4 separate regions of the Mus musculus genome follow, and all the other regions are linked to region 1. A link is a contact called in public ChIA-PET and promoter capture Hi-C data. All regions are on one chromosome and are shown on one strand. The core of a region is the stretch at or near the end of the contact, and the rest is flanking DNA. Distances in the headings are between cores, read along the strand shown.

What was found. ChIA-PET counts read pairs in DNA pulled down with a chosen protein or histone mark. Capture Hi-C pulls out chosen DNA fragments and counts their contacts.
Region 2: an RNA polymerase II ChIA-PET map of memory CD8 T cells shows a contact between it and region 1, with 12 read pairs. The contact joins the enhancer-like site here to the promoter of Pgd in region 1. A contact is called at or near these places in 3 of 39 promoter capture datasets (cranial neural crest, frontonasal cranial neural crest and maxillary cranial neural crest), 1 of 484 Hi-C or Micro-C datasets (olfactory sensory neurons), 6 of 115 datasets of contacts at active chromatin or transcription factors (bone marrow-derived macrophages, embryonic stem cells, large pre-B cells and 2 more) and 4 of 9 other capture datasets (adipose tissue, embryonic stem cells, liver and 1 more).
Region 3: a promoter capture Hi-C map of adipose tissue shows a contact between it and region 1. The contact joins the promoter of Ube4b here to the promoter of Pgd in region 1. A contact is called at or near these places in 5 of 39 promoter capture datasets (the C10 cell line, cranial neural crest, erythroid cells and 2 more), 3 of 484 Hi-C or Micro-C datasets (B cells, CD4 T cells and forebrain), 12 of 115 datasets of contacts at active chromatin or transcription factors (the NIH/3T3 cell line, the SCID.adh cell line, astrocytes and 9 more) and 4 of 9 other capture datasets (adipose tissue, liver, macrophages and 1 more).
Region 4: a promoter capture Hi-C map of liver shows a contact between it and region 1. The contact joins the promoter of Rbp7 here to the promoter of Pgd in region 1. A contact is called at or near these places in 3 of 39 promoter capture datasets (cranial neural crest, hippocampal neurons and neural stem cells), 3 of 484 Hi-C or Micro-C datasets (the C2C12 cell line, the G1E-ER4 cell line and embryonic stem cells), 15 of 115 datasets of contacts at active chromatin or transcription factors (the 230-238 cell line, the SCID.adh cell line, astrocytes and 10 more) and 4 of 9 other capture datasets (adipose tissue, embryonic stem cells, liver and 1 more).

Annotation. Positions count from the first base shown.
Region 1 is chr4:149,163,093-149,168,703 of GRCm38.p6, forward strand. Pgd (phosphogluconate dehydrogenase) reads right to left here and starts at 3,613. Exons shown (of 13, transcript NM_001081274.2): 1 at 3,495-3,613; 2 at 2,915-2,990; 3 at 1,958-2,137. The coding sequence starts at 3,502.
Region 2 is chr4:149,643,790-149,649,902 of GRCm38.p6, forward strand. It overlaps Clstn1 (calsyntenin 1), which reads left to right. Exons shown (of 19, transcript NM_023051.5): 14 at 183-409; 15 at 1,081-1,251; 16 at 1,533-1,678; 17 at 2,452-2,587; 18 at 2,977-3,161; 19 at 3,584-5,110. The coding sequence ends at 3,775. Pik3cd (phosphatidylinositol-4,5-bisphosphate 3-kinase catalytic subunit delta) reads right to left here. Exons shown (of 22, transcript NM_001164052.1): 22 at 5,379-6,113. Among named protein-coding and RNA genes, the nearest start is that of Mir7023, 8.7 kb to the right of the region's middle. Within about 2 kb of position 4,457, at least 56 of the 459 cell types and tissues checked have an H3K27ac peak or open chromatin away from gene starts, as enhancers often do. A contact at or near this core is called in memory CD8 T cells, where this site is marked.
Region 3 is chr4:149,425,001-149,430,619 of GRCm38.p6, forward strand. It overlaps Ube4b (ubiquitination factor E4B), which reads right to left and starts at 1,631. Exons shown (of 27, transcript NM_022022.3): 1 at 882-1,631. The coding sequence starts at 905.
Region 4 is chr4:149,451,055-149,456,410 of GRCm38.p6, forward strand. Rbp7 (retinol binding protein 7, cellular) reads right to left here and starts at 3,914. Exons shown (of 4, transcript NM_022020.2): 1 at 3,824-3,914; 2 at 2,302-2,480; 3 at 1,795-1,896. The coding sequence starts at 3,896.

The sequences.
Region 1 (5,611 bases), core at 2,363-4,862:
GGAGGAAAAATTGTCATGATCAAAGCCAGTTCATACCAAGCCAGAGAAATAGAAATAGAAAGAGAAATACATAGTAAACCGGGCGGTGGTGCACGTGCAAGCCTTTAACCCCAGCACTTGGGAGGCAGGGGTGTAGGCATGTTATTATGCACTGTGTAAAGATTATCCTTTTATTATTTAAATGCCGATTTCTGGGACCCCATATCTGGTTTCAATCCTTACTCTGAGAACCTCCTGTCTCAATGATGTGTAGGCATTGGCCCCAATTATTCCCTGATTGGCCAATAAAGAAGTTGATCAGCCAATGACTGAGCAGGGCAGAGAATAGGGTTGGACTTCCTCCCATTCATGGGAGGGAGAAGGCACCTAGAGGAGGAGTGTGTCCAGGAGATACACCCAGGTCAGTACTAAAATCCAAGTACTGCAGCCATAAGGCTGGGAGGTAGATAGATTATCTTAGAGCATTAAAATAGAGTGATACTGATCAACTGCTTCCCCTTAAAGCTGTAAAATAAACCTAACAGTCTAGTTTCAATTATTTGGGCTAGCCAGGTTAAGAGAAACACTGCAACACTTCTAAATCTGTGGGCCTGAGGTCACCCTGGTCTGTATACAGAGTGAGTTCCAGGACAGTAAGAGCTGCAAAGGGAAACACTGTTTTCAACCTGCCCCAAACAACACAGTGATACACTGTCTCAAAAATAAAGAAGAAGGAAAAAAACAAGCAAAAGGGAAAAGCAGCTGGGATGTGGCTTAGGGTGCTTGTGTTTCCCTGGCATGGACATGCACGAGGCTCTACAACAGGTCTCTAGCACCTGAGCCTGGGAACACAACAGGAACACAACAGGAACACAGGGCACACACACCCACCCCACCGGGACCCACAAGACTGTCAAAGATAGGCAGACATTAATAGACGACTATTGTTCAAGTGCTATTCCTCTTCACAAATCTGACTGAAATGTCCTTACGGTCCTAGAATTACGACCACCCAGGAATAGCTCCCTGTGGGCCACTACTGGCTCAGTGGGGAAAGCACTGTTGGACAAGCCCATGGCCCAAGCCTGAGGTGCTTGAGAGCCAAAGCAAAGACTGAAGAGAACTGACTCCACAGAGTCGTGCTCTGACCCCCACTTGCATGCTCCCATGACCCCACACTATAATAATAAAATAAAACCCTGGCCCAGTGGGAAGGCTCGGCAGGCAAAGGCACCTGCCATTAAGCCAGACAACCTGAGTTCTTTCCACAAACCACACGGTGGAGGTAGAGGGCCAACTCCGACAAAAAAAGTCCCCGTGACTTCCACATCCAATGTGTCATGCTTACCCCCACACAAATACTAAATATATATATATATATTTTAAATAAGGGCTGGAGAGATAGCTCAAGGGTTAAGAGCACTGGCTGGTCTTGCAGAGGACCTGAGTTCAATTCCTAGCATCCACATAGCAGCTCACAATTGCCCACTAACTCCAATTCCAAGGAGTCTGACTCTCTTCTTCTGGCCTCATCAGGCACTTCAGGTATGTGGTGCAGTTACACACTCAGGCAAACATTCATTTATATAAAATAAAATGAAAAAACAAACAAACAAACAAAAAAACAACAAAAAACCCCTCTCTACAGAGAACACAACTTGGCGGTGATGGCACGCACCTTCAATCCCAGCACTCAGGAAGCAGAGGCAGGGGGATCTCTATGAGTCTGAGCCGCCTGGTCTACAAAGTGAGTTCCAGGAAGGCCTAGGCTATACAGAGAAACCCTGTCTTGAAAAACTAAGAACAAACAAAACAAAAATACTATTCCATAAGTGCCTGTCAAGGCAACCAAGCCTGAAACACTCAAGCACTTTATCAGAACCCATCAGTCTGTACTCAGACACTGAAGACCACCATCTCAGAAGTGAGACAGTTAGAGGGATTTGCGGGCGGCATCCGAGAACCGAGCTGGCCTTACTAATTTCTCGATGAAATCATCCACGGCTTGCCCGGCCTTCACAAGCAGGATGACCCGGCGGGGCTTCTTTAGTTTGGAGACCATGTCCTTTAAGGACTGTGCACCAACCACCTTGGTGCCCTTCGCCTCGTTGGCCAAGAAGTCATCGACTTTGGAGACTGTCCTATTGAAAGCACAGACCTGGAAGGACAAAAGGCCTGTCAGAGGATCTGGCACACACATGACCCTCGGGTGGTAGATGCAGCAACAGAGAAACGTCTACTCTGTCCAAGGTCTAGCGAGAGCTGACCTGCCTTTTCTTTTTAAGTGCTAGGCAATCTCTGCAAAGTCCAGTCACAGCAGAGAGCCCAGGGAAAGGCGGTTGCCACTTGTTGCTTATCAGGTTGAGCCTGTCACTACTACCTGGGTCCTTTGTCCCTGGTAATCCTGGTGTCTAAGCCATGCTACTATTTAGAAAGAACATTCAGAGCCCACAGGCAGGAGGATCCTCTGACCCTGGACTCAGAAAGCTGAGATGAGAGGGCCCTGAGACTCCAGTGTGACAACACTGTGAGACAAGCTGCTGTCTACAAAGAAAAACAATCTCCATGTACCCCAAGTTTTCCTAGCTACAGCTTCCAAGATCTGGGTCCCTTTACATCTATGGTTTTCAACCTTCCTAACGCTGCGACCCTTTAATATAGCCCCTCGTGTTGTGATGACCCCCAATCATAAAACTATTTTCATAACTACGCAATAACTGTAATTTGCTAGTGTTATAAATCATAATGTTGAGAACCACTGCTTTTATATTTATTTCTATCCAAGGAGGCTCTTCCCTTAACTACAGAGGGAGCACGACTAAAGCAGAAATTCTTCTACAAAGACACCAAACAGTGCTTACTGAGTGATGCCTTGGGATCTCTGAAAAACAAATCACAGCTCTCAGCGGGAAGGCAACGTGTCCTCACTACTTACCACAAATCCATGATCATTCATGTTCAAAATTAAGTTCTGGCCCATGACAGCCAGTCCGATCAGTGCAATGTCAGCTCTGAAATGACAAAAAAAAAAAAAAACAATAAAGCAAACACAAAGAAAGGATATTAGTGTTACTTAGTGGCTTTTATTAGGACTGGCAGCCTGCACCCTTCTCGGCTCACACCATGCACCTAGGATCGACCGCACCCTGCACCCCACAGTTCCATGGAAGTTCCTTCTAAAGGGCGTCCGGGCACACGAAGCCACCCATGCCCTGCCCCTGGCCCTGCCCGTCGTTCCTTATGGCCTGGCCAGCACAAGGGGCGTGGGCCGTCCCCGACCCAGCGCGGCCTTCCTTCCCCGCGAGCCCGTCGCAGCCGCAAGCTCCCACGAAGGGGTGGCGGAGCTTGCGCTGGCCATGGCGGGGACCCTGAGGTGCAGGGGTCAGGGCTGCGCGAGGAGACCCAGGCGACCACCGGGGCTGAGGAGAACAGGGAGACAACTGAGCAGAGCCCCGCCATCACCACGCTCAGCCCCGGAAGTCTCCCGGGCCCGACTGCGCGTGTCGGTCACTCACTGGGCCATGGCGGAGGCAGACGAAGCAGAGTCGAGGAGGAAGAAACGCGAAGGACCGAGCGCTCCGAGGCAAGTACAGTGAAGTCCGGCTCCCGGCGCCTCGAGAGGCTTACAGAGACGCTGGCCAATCAGAAGACAGGGGTGGGCCGATGCCCCACGCTATTGGGTCTCTGCGGCGCCTGTTATACCACCTGAGGGCAAACGGACCCGCCCACCCCCGGGGCCCAGATCTGTAGAGCGCCGAGCAGTCGATGGCACCTCGAGCTGGAGAGGAGCGTTTAAAGGGCTTCTTCTAAGTGTTCTAGGAGCGTTTAAAGGGCTTCTTCTAAGTGTTCTAGCGGGACCTTGCACGATGCCTCCCGCTCGTGCGGAAGCTCGGGTCTGCAGCTCGGCGTGAAAGAGAAGACATTAAGGGCTTGGTGCAGCCCTTACCAAGCCCACTGGCGTTTTTGATCCATGGCTGCTGCTTCCCTTCACTGTCCCTCAACTCTGAGGCAGGAGTCAAGTCTGTCCTATCTGTGGGAACCTCAGTGTGTACCATTTTTGCAGGTCAAGAAACAGCGGTGCAAACTAAGACGAGACGGTCAGCAAGTAAAGAGCCAAGCGGGTGGAAGTGGAACCCACTCCGCAAAGTTGGCATCTGACCTCCACGTGCAGCAGTGGCGCGTGCGCCCACTCGCACAGAAAGAGAAAACGAAGCGGAGGAGAGGCTTGAGGGGTTTTGGGGGGGTGGTTTCATAATTATTTATTTTTTGTGTATTGGTTTGCCTGCATGTATGTCCGTGTACCTCGTGCGTGGCCGATACTCGGGGAGGCAAGACTGGAAGTGAGTTCTTCCTTGTGCTTGTAGCGGAACACAAGCACTCTTCTCTACCATTTCCTCAGCCCCACTACAGTTTCCGGCGCTGGAGGTCTGGGGTGCTGTTTCGCCCGCTGGTCAGACACTTTTAGTTTCAATTTACTTTTCCATTCAGACTCAGGTGTTGGTGCGCTGCTTTCTTTTTTCTTTTCTTTTTTTTTTTTTTTTTTTTTTTTTTTTTCGGGGGGCGGGATTTTTTCTCTGTGTAGCCCTGCCTGTCCTGGAACTCACTCAGTAGACCAGGCTAGCCTCGAACTCAGAAATCCGCCTGCCTCTGCCTCCGGAGTGCTGGGATTAAAGGCATGTACTACCACGCCTGGCTAGGTTCAGGTTCTTTCCATTGCCTACTCTCTCTCTAGGAGTGGCTATCATGTCCTTCAATGAATTCCTTTTATCTTTTGTAAGTTTTGCACACAGCACATAGACATAACGCTTGATGGTAAATGAAAAGACTGGCTTGCACCAGCTTCTTGAATTTTTTTCCCTCACTCCAGTACTACGAATCAAATCGTAGGTTTTGAGCATTCTAGACAAGTGCTTTGCCACTGAGCTATATCCCTTGCCTGGCCCTAAGTGACTTTCTGTTTCTCTCTGTGTCTGTATCTGTTTCTGATAAATGCCTAATGTCCCTACTCCTCCAGCCCCCTATAACCAACACACATTTATCCCAACTCTGAGCTGGTTAGACCATTATTTCCAAAACAAGGGTGGGAACAAGGGAGTACTAGGTAAGAGCTCCTGGAAGAGTCTTAAGAGTCAGCCCATTGTCTTATCAGGTACAAGGCTCGGGGGTGGACGAGCTTCCAGAAAAACCAGAAAAAAAAAAAAAAAAAAAAAGACAAGATCTCAGTCCACAGCCTTGGCTGTGGTTTTTAAATTTGCTGTGGTGTTGAATCTTGAACTTCTATATTAGTCAGGGTTCTCTAGAGTCACAGAGCTTATGGAATGTCTCTATATATTAAGGGAAATTATTGGAGTGACTTACAGTCTATAGTCCAACTAACCCAACAATGGGCAACTATGGATGGGAAGTCCAAGAATCTGGTAGTTGCTCAGTCCCACGAGGCTGGGTATTTTAGCTGGTCTTCTGTATAAGCTTGAATCCTGTGCTGGCAAGTAAAAGCAAGCAGGCAAAGAAGAGTGAACCATCCCTTTTCCCATTGTCCTTATGCAGGTCTCCAGCAGAAGCTATGTTTACCACCATGCCTGGATTTGGGACTTGCTCTGCCCCAGACTGGCCTTGAACTCAGAGATTTGCT
Region 2 (6,113 bases), core at 3,207-5,706, 480 kb after region 1:
AGGTCTTTAGCCTGTTTGCGTCCCCTGCTCGGGAAGGTGGGTCATCACTTGATCTGGGGAAGCTGAATGAGGCGTGGGATATGTACTGACCACAGCATTCCCGGAGTAGCCACCCGCTGTCCCCAGTGAGTCTCGCACAAGGCTCTCACGGCCTCTCCCTCCTCTTCCTGCCTCTCTGACAGGTGTTTCAACGAGGCGGCTTGCATCGAGGTGCCCCCGGTGGAAGGCTACGTGATGGTTTTGCAGCCGGAGGAGCCTAAGATCAGCCTGAGTGGCGTCCACCACTTTGCCCGCGCAGCTTCTGAGTTTGAGAGCGCGGAGGGTATTTCCCTCTTCCCTGAGCTGAGAATCATCAGCACCATCACCAGAGAGGTGGAGCCCGAGGCAGATGGGTCCGAGGACCCCACAGGTAACAGCTGCCCCCAGGGCCTGCCTCTTCTGTCTTGACTGGCAGCCTCCTCTTGGGCCCTTTTTCCTTTAAGTTTTTGGAGGGGTTTTTGTTTTTTTTTTTTTTTTTTTTTTGTTTGCTTGTTTGTTTGTTTGGATTGGTTTTTCAAGACAGGGTTTCTCTGTATAGCTCTGGCTGTCCTGGAACTCACTCTGTAGACCAGGCTGGCCTCAAACTTCGAGATCCACCTGCCTCTGCCTCCCAAGTGCTGGGATTAAAGGCGTGCGCCACCACTGCTCGGCTGGTTTTGGAGGTTTTAATGTTTTAACACTTGAGTCTGTGTCTGGAACTTGGCTGTAGCTGGTGTTGGGTTTTAAGATTTAGCTTGAGGGCCAGCTCAAAGGAAGTATCCCTCCATTCTTACCGGGAACTTACTAAGTGATATTTATTGACTGAGCTGGGACTGGGCCTGGGCCTTCAACATGCTAATCATATACTCTACCACTGACTACACTCTCAGCCCCCAAGTCTTGAAGATGACTCTCCCATGCTTGGTCCTTACACTTGACTGTGGTTTTGAAATGTGGCAGCACGGTGGGTGGGTGGGGTGGGGGTGGGGGGTGGGTGGGTGGGGTATTTATGTCACCTGCAGCCTCTGCTATTTCTGGTCTCTCTCTTTTTTTTTTTTGCAGTGCAAGAATCCCTGGTGTCAGAGGAAATTGTGCATGACCTGGACACCTGTGAGGTCACAGTGGAAGGGGATGAGCTGAACGCAGAGCAGGAGAGCCTGGAGGTAGACGTGACCCGCCTCCAGCAGAAGGGCATCGAAGCAAGCCACTCTGACCTGGGTGTGGTCTTCACAGGTGAGGGGAAGGCTTCGGCCTGCCCATTGCCTACAAATGCGCACTGGTGCATCCGCCTCACACTGGCACCCTTCTGCACATGGAGGGGGCACGGGCAGTGCTTTGTGCAGGGTGGGGCTGGGCACATAACAAACAGCTCATGCCCCAGGATGGAGAAATGCCTGCTTGCTTTGCTTTAGTTCCCTGACTCTGAAAGTCACAGAGTTGTAGCCCTCAGCTTGGCTGACCCAAGGGCCCACCTGGGCTCCAGACTTAAGCTGCTCACCCTCAACACCCTACAGGCGTGGAGACCATGGCAAGCTACGAGGAGGTTTTGCACCTCCTTCGCTATCGGAATTGGCACACCAGGTCCCTGCTGGATCGCAAGTTCAAGCTCATTTGCTCAGAACTAAATGGTCGCTACCTCAGCAATGAGTTCAAGGTGGAGGTGAGTCCAGGGCGCCCACCGCAAAGGGCGAACATTAAGTAATCAGATGTCCTGACTCGGGCTCCCAAGGTTTCAGATGTTCATGGCGGCGACTTATTTAGGCTCAGAGCAGGGCTGGCTGGCTGTGTCCACAGGGTAGACATACAGGCCTTGAGGAGCAGAGTTGGAGTGTGACGACAGAGTGTCTGTGAACGAGCCCCCAGGAAACCAAGTGGTCTTGGTGGCTGTGTCAGACCACCGGCCCCGTTGACAGGGACATTTGGGTCCCGGGTTGTTGAGTGCCAACACTGCCACAGTCACTCTGAGGCCACAGCAGCTAAAGGACAGTACACTCTGCCCTGACACCTTCAGTGGCCTCTGCCGCAGCTGACTTCATGGGCCAGCGCCTCCGAGGTCTGAAGAAATAAATTCTGAGCAACCCGCCCGCCATCTCCACCTTGATCCAAGTGGTGGGCGGAGGAGACTAAATGTACTCGAGCCAAAGGGTGGCTGGTGAGAAGAATGGGAAGAGGTGATCTGAGCTGTCGCCTAAGGCCAGGGTGGCTTCCTACTCTGATGTGAATGCCTTCTTTTGTAAGCTACACTACAAATGAGCCATCGGACACACTGTTTCTGGGATATGTGACACTGTCACACTGTTGTAAACAGGTGATGTTTTTCTGGTCACTGTTTGCCCCCAGCCTGGAGCTGGGAGACTGGGAAGCAGCACTGCCGACCGTCTATTCACCTGTCAGGTACACTTGGGGTGCCTAGTGACACTCTCTCTGCTGTAGGTGAATGTGATCCACACAGCCAACCCCGTGGAACATGCCAACCACATGGCTGCCCAGCCACAGTTCGTCCACCCTGAACATCGATCCTTTGTGGACCTGTCTGGTCACAACCTGGCCAATCCTCACCCGTTTGCAGGTAGGACGGGGGAAAGCACGTGGGTCAGGATGCTGTGGTATGTAGGGTCCAGATGGATAGACAGACAGACAGACACACACACACACACACACACACACACATACACACAAACCTGGTAGCAAGCGTAGCTCACAACTACTGCCCATCAACTACCCCAATGCTGTCACTTACACAAGGAAGCTCGCTCACCACTGCCACAGAGCAGCCAGTGAGCGAAGGCAGGCTTAGGGCTTCCTCCTAGGGTTTAGGAGTCAGGAAGCACTCTGACACATTCCATTTGACCTACCTAGAGTAGTTGAGGAGGCCAAGGAGGGATGGGATGGGGGGAGCTCTTTGGGTGTAAGCAGCGTCACAAAAGCTGTGTGTCTGGTCTTCAAACCCCATGGCAGTTGTCCCCAGCACGGCGACAGTGGTGATTGTGGTGTGTGTCAGCTTCCTGGTTTTCATGATCATCCTGGGGGTGTTTCGGATCCGGGCTGCACATCAGCGAACGATGCGGGACCAGGACACGGGGAAGGAGAATGAGATGGACTGGGATGACTCTGCCTTGACCATCACCGTCAACCCCATGGAGGTAGGCACAGAAGGGCCAACCACAAAGCGCCACGGAGACCCAGACCCTGGTCATGTGCTTGCAGGTTGGGTCAGTGAGATTAGATTAGGGGGGTCACCTTCAGATGAGGAAGCCCTTGCTGAAGGCCTCCGTGAGTAGCATAGGCAGGCAACTGACGCTCTTGGCTTCTTTACCCCAAGATGTCCGTGGTATGACAGGACTAAGCTCCGCCCCTCTGCATTGAGCACCCCATCCCATGTGAGTGGTATCCATGTTGCTAATGAGAGCGTCACCTGCCGGGTCACTTTGGCGAGGCGACTCCCAGTACCACTCAGGCCCTTCTGTCACTGTGGGGTTGGCTGTGTTTTCCTTTGTGGCTTTTAGTAGATAGACACTGGGCGATGGGGCTACAGGCTAGATTTACGCCGTCGTCTCTTTGCCAGACATATGAGGACCAGCACAGCAGTGAGGAGGAGGAAGAGGAGGAGGAGGAGGAGGAGAGCGAAGATGGGGAGGAAGAGGAAGACATCACCAGTGCCGAGTCTGAGAGCAGTGAGGAGGAGGAAGGAGGCCCCGGAGACGGCCAGAATGCCACCCGACAGCTGGAATGGGATGACTCCACACTCAGCTACTAAACCCGCACTCAGCGCCTGCTCTCCAGACTCTCTCCCAGCCCCACGGGTCCACGATGTACAAAATCATTTTGACCAGCAGGTCTGCAGACCCTTCCCCCACTGCTCAAAGTCCTCCCGTGCTTGGTGTGTGGGACCACCGGCTCCACCCTCCCCGCCCATCACCATTGCAGTTTTGCTAGAAGCTGGCGCTTCCTCCCCAGGGCAGGGGCCCCACAGCACCTCAGACCCCAAGTGTGTCTGGAGTTCCCTGTCGGCCAGGGAGAGGACACCAGCACCTGGGACCTCCAGAGAAGCCGCACTGAGCGGACTTGTCGACAGAGGGTGAAAAATTACTCCCACGCAGTCAGTAACCATTTCTCTTATTTTTAAAAGTTTTTTTATTTTTTTTTCCCAAACTAGTGCATGTATAAAGTGGGAGAGCAGAGGGGGTTAATATGTAGATGGCCAACCGACTTTTTAATATTTTGTAAATAAATTGGGATTCTGTGTGTCCTCTGTGCTAGTAGTCCAGGACAGGAATGTAAAGTCAGAATGCGGGGCCAGGAGGGCCTCTTCCTCCCTCTTCCCTCCCAAGAAACCAGGTTGGAGAGGCCCAAGTCACTGGGGCCCACCCTTGCTAGGGTTTCCGTACAGCCACGTGGCCGGGGCCATGGCTTTCAAGTGCTGTCTGGGGGGGCCAGCCCCACGAGCCTCCAACCACATTAGAGGCTGGGAACAGCCAGGATGTTGCCAAAGCCCCTGGCCTTTCCTGTACACGCCTGTGACTGGCAGCCACATGGTTTCTGCTTATTAACGTGAGCCTCCCTGTTGGTGAAATGGTGTAGCTGGGAACGGACAGCAAAGGTGCAGGCGGTCAGGCTCCTCGCTTGGAAGACCACGGTTCTGAGCAAGTCTGCACAACAGCACCAAAAGGAGACCCCGAGGCCCAAAGATAAACTGCTACAATGCTCCAGAACAATCTTTTCTCTCCTCCCCAGAGGCCCCATGGGATGCCGCGTGCTGTTGGGTTTGGGCTAAGATCTAAGACCCAGCAGATAGGAGACAGCAGGTACCACCCACACAGCACAGCTCTTCATTCACAGTCAAGAGTTTAGACTGCTCCAGCTGGGACATCCAGTCCTCGCTGCTGTTGCTGCTAGTTCGAAGGATGCCGCCGTGCTGTCTGTGGCCGCCCTCCCATGTCCTGTCCCCTGTAGCTGCTTTCTTAGATGGAAACAGGCTAACGAAGAGAGGGACACTGTCGTGTCAGTAGCCGCAGGGTCCCCTTTAAGATGTGTATATCGACACTAGGTCAGAAAGTGTATGCGTTATAATAAAGTTCTGGTTCTAACTCCAGCCTGAGTGGGGTCCATTCTGTCATGTTTGTTGGGTACGGGTTGGGGCAGGGGTTGAGGGATTTATGAAGATAGGCTGGGCTCAAACTTAAAGCAATCCTCCTGCCTCTGCCTGCTCAGTGCTGGGATTACAGATGTCCACCATGCCGGGCAAGGATTATTAATTTTTATGGTACTAAGGAATGTACCTGAAGCTTTGCACTTCGCAGACAAGGGCTCAACCAGTACACTGTATCCCCCCAAGTCCCCTTGTTATTTGAGCCAAGAACTTAAGAACATAAAAACGTTTTTATTTCTTTTCACCTGTCTTTACCTGTTGTGTCAAGGTTGCACAAACTGGTCTCAGCCCCCATCAATGAGAGGAAAAAACTTAACAAAAAACCCGTCTTCCAGCCAAGTACACACCCAACCCAGAAAGGCCGAGCCTGTGCAGAATCTGCAGCCACACCAGAGAGCACCTAGACTCTTTTCAATAAATAACATGGCATACATACATACACACACACAGACACGTTTCCTATTTCAGAGTTGGTGGGGCAGACTAGGGGTTCAGCGGGTGCTGCGGAGGCACCACCGCTCACTGCTGGACCCTGGGCTCATCAACATGAAGGGGCTCCTTGAGCCATGTTCTGGGCTGCTGGCGAGACAGCGGTGATGGTTCTCAAAGTCTCAGAATGCTACCGGGAGATCCAGGTCCTGAGGTGGCAGCTGATACATGGAGATGTGCTTGGGGTGGGACGATAAGCATGTGCGACCCCTGAGCTGGGCTCTCTAAAAGCCGGGCGGGTGGCTGGCGTTTGGATCCCTGGGAGGAGGCCGAGACTGCGTTTCTCGAGTTCCTCTGACTGCCCAGACTACACTGAATTCCGTTCTCGTCCTTGCTCACACTTTTCGAGCCTAGCTCCCCAGCTGCCTTCTGCGATTTCAGCTCTGGAAGAGATCAGTCCTGTCCGTCCATAAAGCTGCCTTGTGTGCCCCTCACACGAACTTCGAAGAGGACTTCA
Region 3 (5,619 bases), core at 381-2,880, 260 kb after region 1:
CTGGGATCTCGAAAGGAATGCTTTCAATTTGTAAAACGACAAGGGGAAAAAAAAAATCAACTGAGGCATAGAAATCCCTAGTTCCCTAACTGCCTCTGCTTTCCTGATGATCCCACACAGTACAACCCAAGTTTGAGGGGGAGGGGTCCTGACAAAAGTAACATAATACCAGAAGTCATTAGGAATCTGTTAAATTAGTGTAATTTAACTGGAATCTTTTTAACTATTAAGTATATACACTTTGTTAATGTTAAATCTCAAGGAATCTGTAACTACCTCTCAAACACAAAGGTACCTTTGATAATTTATTACAATGAAATGGTCACATGTATCTGGGATTTCAAATCCTTCCCTTTAAAACTGCCATTAAACATCATGATTTTATGCAAAATTGTTCTTTAAAACCCCCGACGACGCAGACACACACAATATACCACGATCTAAATCGCGCCCCTCTTTCTCGAACACCCTTTTAAAAAGATTGAACACCTTCAAGATGCTCCTCACCACCCCACCCCCGTCTTCAGACCCTAAAAGAAAGAAAAGCGAGTGGAGTTCCGAATGAAGAAACGAGAGAGAATAAAGGAGAATAAAACGAGAGACCCTCTTGCATTCTCTATCTCTGGAGAATTTTAGTGATCGAGTAAACATACTGAGACGGTAGCCCAAAGTGGAGCCAAGGGCTTCTTACAATACAGCCAACCTGATGATGAATGACTACTTCCATTATATTTCATTATTCTTGAAAATGCCATCTCCGTTGCCTCCCCAATCCCAAGAGCCCGACACCACCAGGGCAAAAATCTGTCCCCATCCAAAGCGCCAAAGAGTTGCCAAGTAATCCTTTCAAGGTGCCCCCCCCCACGCCCCAGCCTCCTCACCTCGTCAGCGCTCAGCTCCTCCATCGCTTTCCTCTTAATGGTGAAAGGCGTTAGAGAGATCCTTCAGTTCTTGAGACCAGGGCGGGAGCAAAGGAAGAGTGGAAGGTATCTATCGGGCTGTCTGGTCCCCCAATGGGGGAGGTTTCAGAATTGCATAGTCAGAGGTTAAAAACTAAGAACACGAGGCACTGAATCGCCTTGGCTTCGGCCGCTCGCACCGCCGCAGCCTCCTCCAGCAGCAAGCGCCCAGAGCTGCCGCCTCTGGCCACGGCCACCGCTATGGGGTCCTCTCCAGGCGCCACTGACTCCCCTCAGCTTCCCAGGTTACCCAGGGCGGGCGGCGCGGTCTCCAGCTCGGCTCGTGCCCGCTGCGCGCCGTGTCTTCGTGGCGGTGACGCGGCAGCTGCGTTTTTTTCTCCCGCAGACCCTGCTCCGGGTCCCACCCCTGGGCCCAGGCGGGAACAGCTCCACTGCACACTGGATGCCCCCGAGGCGCGGCGACCCTACAGCAGCCCAGGCAGAGCCCAGCACCGGACCGGGAAGCCCCTCCCCTCTAAAAGCAGGCCAGGCTCGCCCCGCCTCCACGCGAGAACCCCGGTGGGGGGCAGGGGAGGGACGGGACTGGCGAAGCCCTCGCTGGAAGCGTAAATCCTCCTACCCCTCCAACCCTACTCTTACCCCCTCGCCCCACCAAGAATTATTCATCAAAACAACAGGGCGGCCATCTTTGAAAGGGGTCACGTGACCCTCGCCGGGGAGGCGGGGCTTCTCGCTCTGGGATTCGCCAGCCAATAAGCAGCGGGCGTCGCGCCGCCGATTTCCTCTTCGCTTGCATCCTGTCCCCGCCCCCTGCCCCACCCCCTCTTCCCTGAGCGGCGCCAGGCGGGGGGAGGGGCGAGAGGGGCTGCTAAGAGGAGACGAGGAGGAGGCGGGGCGGACAGTCACCATGGAGACTGAGCGGAGGCGAGGGGCGCGGTGGGCGGGGCCCAGGTAGAATTGCTGAGGGCAGGATGTGCCAATCCGAATATGGCCCTTCCACGGGCTCTCCCCTGCGCCTTGGGTTTCTGCGGTGCTAGTTTGTTCCCATGTGGATCCTGCTGTGGAGTGACTTGGAAATCCTCCAGGATGCTGCAAGCCGGCTACAGACATTAGAAGAACTGAGGAATCGGAAACACATTTGCTTTCTGCAGGGAGCATTTAGCACCATCCTGCAAATACCTTGTCCCACTCTTTTCCTCCCCCAGGAAAACCCATGGAAGAAAACTAACAGGATCTTAATTTTATTTTACCTTGTTCTTTTAGAGAGGTGCTCTGCTTTAAGGGTGTAGAGACTCAAATTATTGAGAAATGTATTGAACAATGACTTAGTAACTAACCCTTTGTAATGCCAGCTCGGCCGGACAACAAAAACTTACTTTACAATCAATGTATAAATACAAATTGAAAAATCTAACAGAACCGTGAAAATCCAGATTTTGCCACAAAGTATATATCGTATGGCTTACAAAAGCCATAATCATCTCGTTCTTAATTGTTCTTGAGACAGAATCTTGCTATGTATTTCAGATAGCCCCAAATTTGAAATCCTGCCTGAACGCTGGGGTATGCACCACCATCACAGATTACCCAACTATAACATTAATGTATGTATATGTGTATACATGTATGTATTTGAAACAGGGTCTCGCTGGCCTGGAACTCACAGAGATCTGCCTGCCTCTGCCTCCCAAGTGCTAGGGTTCATTACCGGCTACTCTTAGCTGAACTATAATCTTAAACATTCCACTCCTGTTTAAAAGAGTTACAGTTGATCTTATCCAAGGGGACAAGAAGTGACTAAAATAGTTACAATTTGTTTGCTACATGCTAAAAATGGGAACATGACTATTAGATATGCAAAGAGTCTGTGAGTAAAATTAAATCGCTGCAGGCTTTTCAGGACTGCATTCTACTTTCCAGGAAATGAATTCTGTGTAAGCCATTTTGCACCCCTAGTTACACTGATGTCAATTACATTGTTTTTCTGAAAACATGATAATTGCCATGTAGCCTCAGATTAAATCACACAAGTAAAGTATACAATGGCTTTAGGGTAGTGAGAGTTCTTTAACATCATTGCTCTTTAATTTCAGAACATTTTAATCACCCACCCAGCCATCCAACACACTATAACCATTCCTCCTCATCCTGCCATTACTTCCGATAGCCGATCTGTCCTCTGGCTCCCCGGACTTACCTACTCTGCACATTTCACATCAAATAAATTGAACATTTGGTAACTACTCTTGCGGGGCCTCAACTGCACTGCTTTTTTGGGCTTCAGAAAGATAGTTTTTCCTCCTTGAGGCCTTGACGTTTGCTGTCTCCTTTGTCCCAAAGACTCTTCTCCTGGACTTTGCATGGCTTATTCCTTCTTAGTGTTTAGGTTTTAGATTTGATGTCATTTCCTCACTGCTGCATTAATTTGCTTATCAAGTATATGTATGGATATGTTCCTGTTTGTGGAGGTGTACATCTATGTATATATGTGTGTGTGTGGAGGACAGAGGACAGCCTTGGTGTCATCTCAGGAACACCATCCACCTCTATTGAAACACGGCCTCTCATTGGCCTGGAGCTCACCAGTTAGGTTGGACTGCTAGCCAGTAAGCCCTGGAGATCCTCCTGTCTCCGCCTCCCCAGCCTGGGGCTTGCAAGCCTCCAAGCCTGGCATTTTTACATAGGGTTTGGTGATAGAATTCAGGCCCTCATTCTTGCAAAGTCAGACATCAACTTGTAGAAATTGGTTCTTCCTTCCACTGTGTGGGCTTTGAGGATCAAACTCAGATCAATTGGCTTAATGGCAAGTGCCTTTACCTACCATGCTGTCTACCAGAAGAACACAGCTTTTTCCTTTGCCCAGGATTGGGGCTATAAATCAGTGGTAGAATGCTTGCCTAAGTATTTATGAAGCCCTGTAGGACAGAAAATAATAATAATAATAAATAGTCTTCCTCAGATATTGCTTATTTCTCTCAAGCCTTGTTTTAAAGATTTATTTATTTTTATGTATATGAGTACACTGTAGCTGTACAGATGGTTGTGAACCACGATGTGGTTGCAGGGATTTGAACTCAGGACCTTCTAAAGAGCAGTCAGTGCTCTTACCCGCTGAGCCATCTCACCAGCCCCTCAAGCCTTTTTGTATATGTAACTTTATTCTAGCTCTCTGTGTTTCTCCCCCCCATTGTCTGTCTGTCTGTCTGTCTGTCTGTCAGTCAGTCAGTCACAGGTAAGGTCATGACTAGTACACCTTAACTGACCAGCTCACCTGTGTCTTGTGTAGGGCTTTGCCCATAATGCTGTATGAGTGGTTCACAAATACAAGAACAGAACAGGGCTTGAGTCAGCCACACTGGCTTATATTTCCTGGGGTTAGCAACCACATGTAACCCTGTGGAGATCAGGCTGAAGCCAAGCAGGAGGAATTCAAGTAGTTAACAACACTCTAAGGCTTGAACTCCATCAGGGGTGTTACATATGGTGATGGCCAGAAATCATGACAAATTCCAAAGGCTCCCTTGTTCTTTGACAGGAATGCTGCTTCATTTTTCTGTAAGAAGATTAAAAATCTAGAAAGAAGAGCTGGAATGGTGGCTCAGTGGTTTGGAGCATTTATTACCCTTGAAGAGGACCCAGGTTCAATTCCTAGTACCCATATGCGGTGGATCACAACTGTCCACGGTTCTAGTTCTGGGAGATCTGTCACCACATTCTGACCACAGCAGGCAGCCAATATGCCTGTGGTGCACAGACAGATAGACAGACAGATATTCTCATTAACATACAAAAACACGATATGATTCTTCCCAGTCTCACGGTGAGCCAGGCAGATGGCTCAGTTGGCAAGATCACTAGACCTGCAAGCCAAGCAAGCCGAGGCCAAGCCTCAGAACCCATGGCACCACTCCTCTGTCATCCCAGAACCCATGGCACTACTCCTCTGTCATCTCAAGACTCCTGCTGTGAAGCGGGATGCAAAGACTGAAGAGTGGGCCTGAGGCTCAAGAAGCAGCCAGCCTGGAGTATGTATCACAGTAGCCAAAGAAACAAGAAAGACCCTGCCTCCTCCACAAGGTCAAAGGTGAGAACTGACTCCTGAAAGTTGTCTTCTGAGCTACACACAAACACAAGGTACACACATGGATACACACATACATATACAGAAAAAAATTTTTTTTTCAAGACAGGGTTTCTCTGTGTAGCTCTGGCTGTCTTGAAACTCCATCTGTAGATCAGACTGACCTCTAACTCAGAGGTCCAGTTGCCTCTGCCTCCCAAATGCTGGGATTAAAGGGGAGTCACCATCACCTGGCTTTAAGTAAAATAAATAAATAAATAAATTAAGAAACACTTTTTTAAATTAATTTATTTATTATATGCGTGTACACTGTAGCTATCTCCAGAAGAGGGCATCAGATTTTTGTTACAGATGGTTGTGAGTCACCATGTGGTTTCTGGGATTTGAACTCAGGACCTTTTGGAAGAGCAGTCGGTGCTCTTAACCACTGAGCCATCTCACCAGCCCTGAAACACTTTTATTTTATTTCTTCCTCCAACCTCGATCCTGTTTCTCTGTGTTCTCTTTCTCTTCTTCTCCCTAATCCCGCACCCCTTGTTTTTTTGAGACAAACTCTCAAGTAGCCCAACCTGACCTCAAACTCTGTATATATCTGAGATGAGCCTTGAACTCCTGATC
Region 4 (5,356 bases), core at 2,664-5,163, 290 kb after region 1:
GGTCTCTTGGAGGTCCTGAGTTCAATTTCCATCACAACCATCTATAATGAGGTCTGGTGCCTTCTTCTGGTATGCCTGAAGATGGTGACAGTATACTCATATAAATAAAACAAATAAATCTTTTCTCTCTCTCTTTTTTTTTTTTTTTTTTTTGAGACAGGGTTTCTCTGAATAGCCCTGGCTGTCTTGGAACTCACTTTGTAGACCAGGCTGGCCTCGAACTCAGGAATCTTCCTGCCTCTGCCTCCCGAGTGCTGGGATTAAAGGCGTGTGCTACCACGACCGGCCAAATAAATCTTAAAAAAAAAAAAAAGGTGATCGAATCCAGCCTAGAGTGGTAGCACACACCTTTAACTCCAGCACTCAGGAGGCAGAGGCAGACAGATCTCTGTGAGTTCAAGGCCAGCCTGCTCTGCAGAGTGAGTTCCAGGACAGCCAGGGCTGTACAGAGAAACCCTGTCTCGAAAAACCAAAAAAAAAAAAAACAAAAACAAAAACAAAAAAAAACAAATCAAAACAAAAATTGCCTCAAGATCTTTCTGCATGTCAGAGAGAGAGAGGGGGGGGGGGAAGGAGTAGGGGAATTGTCCACCTTTTTAAAATTGCTATTATCTCTTTTCAAATAAGAACAAAGGACACTCATGTGGGGCTCATCCCAGTGCATTGTTCAGCCCTCAAAAAAGGAGCTTCCTCATGCAGTAGATGGTAATTATCAGAGACCCACAGTTGGACAGTGGGCAGACAGCGAGAGACCTTGGAGCACTCAGCCCTGTACCTGATGCCTTAAGATAGCCGTCGAGGCTCTAGGATCTATTTAGAAGAAGAGGCAGAAAAACTCTAAGAGCCAGAGGTGGTGGGCGACTCCCAGGGAACAGCCTCTGCCAGACACAGCGGGGCTGGTGTATGGACACACTCACAGAGCCTGTGACAGCATGCACGAGACCTGCAGAAAGTCAAGCCAGACAAATCCCAGAATTGAGAAGAAAATGACAGGAAGTGCCCAGCCAATTGATATCTTCTGGGAGAGGAGAAATCAGTTTTCTCCTATGGCGCACAGTATATCAGCTGCTCTCCAAGGCATATCTCATGTGCAGGAGAAGTGACCACTGCAAAATGGACTCCATGCGCCTATTGTTGTCTGGGGGTTGTTTTTGTTGTTGTTTTTAAATTTATTTATTTTGGTTTCAAAGAAGGAATATGAAGTTAGGTACTAGATAGAGAGATAAAAGTCTGAAAGGACTTAGGGAGGGGATAGAATATGATCAAAACATACTGTTATGACAACTTTTTTTTTTTTGGTTTTTGGTTTTTGTTTTTTTTCGAGACAGGGTTTCTCTGTATAGCCCTGGCTCTCCTGGAACTCACTCTGTAGACCAGGCTGGCCTCGAACTCAGAAATCTGCCTGCCTCTGCTTTCCAAGTGCTGGGATTAAAGGTGTGCGCCACCACTGCCCGGCTGACAACTTTTTTAAATAGTAAAAAACAAGGGGATAGAGAGATAGCTCTTGCAAAGGACCAGGGTGCAGTTCCCCACACTCACAACCACCTGCAACTCTAGTTCCAAGGGGATCTAGTGCCCTCTTTTGGTCTCTGAAGGCACTGCATACATGTGACACACACACACACACACACACACACACACACACAGAGAGAGAGAGAGAGAGAGAGAGAGAGAGAGAGAGAGGCACATAGGCACACATACATACACATGAATACAAGTAAAGAAATAGTGATTTAAATCTCTCCTCCCACCCCTCCCCCAAAATGTTTTCAAAAGATCAGGACAGATCAGTACCAGGTGGAGCTGGTCCCCTTCGATCCAGTGGCTCCAGCCTCTGTTTTTCTTCTCTCCTCTCTGTACGCAAGTGAGTTTGTCATTCTCCCAGGTAACCAGGCTCTGCAAGGAGGGAGAGAGAAACAGTGTTTCACTATGGCAGGATCCTTAAACATTACCGGGTGGACTGAGTGAAGCGCTAACTGAGATCTGCAGCCTAGGTTACATTTTGATCTTTTAAAATTTTATGTGTTGCCTCCATGCATGTATGTGTACTATGTGCATGGCTGGTGCCCACAGAGGTCCTTGGAATTGCAGTTACAGGTGGTTGTGAGCCACCATGTGGGTGCTGGGAATTAAACTCTCCATTCTCTACAAGAGCCCAAATGCTCTTAGCTGATGAGCTGTTTCTCCAGCCCCAAGCCTATGTTCTTTCGTTTTTCTTTTTCTAAGGTGCTAGTAATCTTCCCTGGGCCTCATGCTGGCTAAGTGAGAGCCCTAGCCCTTAGCTGCTGCCTAAGCCCTTACCGTGCATTTTCTGTTATCCAGGCCTTTGTTATCCTCCTCAAACTCTTCTCCAACTTTGAATTTTACAAGGTAGTTCCTGAGGCTGCTGCACGTCTGGATGGTGAAGGAGTCCCCATTTTGCTCAATCACTTTCTGTGGCTTCAGCAACTTGGCAATCTTACGAGTTGCAAAGTCAATACCTGCAAAGTTATTGTTCTTATTATATATATTTTTTATTTTAATCATTTACATTGATGTATGCGTGGGCATGCGTGTGTAACTCAGAGAGCAGCTGGTTTTAAAGCAGGATTTTACATAACACATGCTGTCTTTGAACTTATACAGGCAAAGGTGACATTACACTTCTGATCTTCTTCCCTCCACTTCCAAATATTGGATCATAGGTGTGCACCACCATACTTGACTCACGAGAACTTGTATAAATTTTACCTGCAGGCATATCTGTGCACCACATGTATGCAGTGCCCAGAGAGGCCAGAAGAGGGCATCGCATTCCCTGTAAACAGGGCATTCAGATGGTTGTGCGCTGCCATGTGCATGACTAAGCCACCTCTCTAGCCGCTAAAGAAGGATGATTTTTTTTTTAATTGCTTTTACTTACTGGGGTTTTGAAGTCTGTTCTATGTACTTGAAGGAAGTTTTTCAAGTACCCAGTACAGCAAGATATGGTAGCTTAGGTCTCTAATCTCTATACTTGGGAAACTGAGAAAGGAGGATTTCCTGAAGTCTGAGACCAGCCTGGTCTACAAAGTGAGGTCCAGGCCAGCTTGACCTACAACGTGAGACCTTATCTCAAAACAGACAAACAAAAAAACCCGAACAAATAAATCCCAATACAAGCCCTGGCAAGGATGCTCTGCATGCAGGAATAGTTGCCCAAATCTGTCAAATCCATAGAGCCAGAGCAAGTTGCCCGGTCAGCGCCATACCGAGAGTCTTTTAGGAAGCAGGGTCAGTGATCAGACCCTCTCTCGTGGACCCATGCACTGGAGGCCACAGGGTTCAGGGTGTGGGGCACTGCTCTCTCGCCACACACATGGGCAGCTCAGGCTGACTCTGCCGGTTCATCTGCAGGAGTAGCCTTGAACTCCGAACACTGGCCATTAGCCAAGCGGGCTCAGCTCTGGCGGGGAAATTGAATTCTCACGCAGACTGCAGCTGCTGTTTGCCTGGTTTCCAGTGCCAGGACCCGCCCTGCCCCTAGGAGCCCCAGCCGCTCCCAACCGTATCCCACATATCCACGCAGATTTGGATAGGCAGGGGTACATAAGCACCTGAGATTCGAGGAACGCAGAGAGGTACCGACAGATGGGATGAGTGACAGACGAGACAAGGGGGTCAGAAGAAAGACAGAGCAGCAGAGACTCTGGGACAAGGACAGGAGCTGACCAGCGAGAACATAACCCACAGGGGACAGAAGGACCTGGAACACACAGGACAAACTGTCTTCACTCAATCCCGGAGGCCCGAGGCCTTGCTCCCCAACCTTAGCTCCCCCTAGCTGCACAACCCTAAGTCCTACCCAGGGCCAGCATGTAGCCCTCGAAGTTGTCGCTGCTGAGAAGATTCCAGGTACCGCTGAGGTCTGCTGGCATGGTTTGGTGTCTGTCCGCAGCCAAAGCCCAAGAGTCACAGGCAGTGGTGCCCTATATTGTCAATGGGGCGAGGGCGGAGCCAGGATGGAGCCCAAGGGGACTGCAGGAGGGGACAGGGAAGCTGGGGGTGTGGAGCCCTGGCTATCCCTCCTTCCTTCCTTTCCCACGTACTCCTGGCTCCATCCCTTCTCCTGCCCCACCCTACCTTGGCAACCTCTGTTTCCCTTGTGACTCCCTCCTTTAGTTTAACTTTAAACACCTCTGAGCCCAGGGTGTGACCCAGGTCATCCCTTATTCTTAGATGTTAATAACTAAACGAATGGCTTTCAGCTCCCAGCATCAAATACTGACTGGGTCAACATAAATGTTTAAAACCAGCTGTTCTCTGATTTACACACGCATGCCCACACATACATCAATGTATATGCAGCACCTAGCCATCCTAATAAATAGGAACTCATTTATTTGGGGGGGGGTTTCAAGACAGGGTTTCTCTGTATAGCCCTGGCTGTCCTGGAGCTCACTTTGTAGACCAGGCTGGCCTCAAACTCAGAAATCCACCTGCCTCTGCCACCCGAGTGCTGGGATTAAAGGCATGTGCCACCACGCCCAGCTCTTTTTTTTTTTTTTTAAGATTTATTTTATTTATTATATGTAAGTACACTGTAGCTGCCTTCAAACACCAGAAGAGGGAATCAGGTCTTGATTCAGATGGTTGTGAGCCACCATGTGGTTGCTGGGGTTTGAACTCAGGACCTTTGGAAGAGCAGTCAGTGCTCTTAACCGCTGAGCCATCTCTTTAGCCCAGGAACTCATTTCTTTTACCCTGCTCAGGTTAGACCAGCTGGTCAGACTTGACTGTGTGTTAGCTGGAAATCTGTCCACACTTGAAAATTGAGGGCCAGGGGTTGGAGAGATGGCTCAGTGGTTAAGAGTACTGACTGCTCTTCCAGAGGTCCTGAGTTCAATTTCCAGCAACCACATGGTGGCTCACAACCATCTGTAATGGGATCTGACACCCTCTTCTGGTGTGTCTGAAGACAGCTACAGTGTACTCACACACATGAAATAAAGAAATAAATCTTAAAAAAAAAAAAAAAAAAGAGCTGAGGGCTGGGTCTGGTAAGCTATAGGCTCTTTATGGACTGTTAGGGATCCCAGATAGCATGGAGGTTGAGTTCTCTAAGAGTCCCAAGAGAACCACAAAGGTGCTGCCCTGTGTCCTACAAAGCGATCTCAGAAGTTAGGTGACATCACTTCCACCAGAGTCCTAAACCTTTCAAAATTCAAAAGAAGGAAACTGGAAACCAGGCTGGAGACGCAGCTCAGTGACAGAGAGCTTGCACTGAGGCCCTGGGCTCTGTGTCTGCACCGTAAAAGCAAGCGGGTGGGTCTTAGTTTTGTTACCTGTTGCTGTGATGAAATACTCATACAAAAGCCACTTATCGGGGAAGGGATTG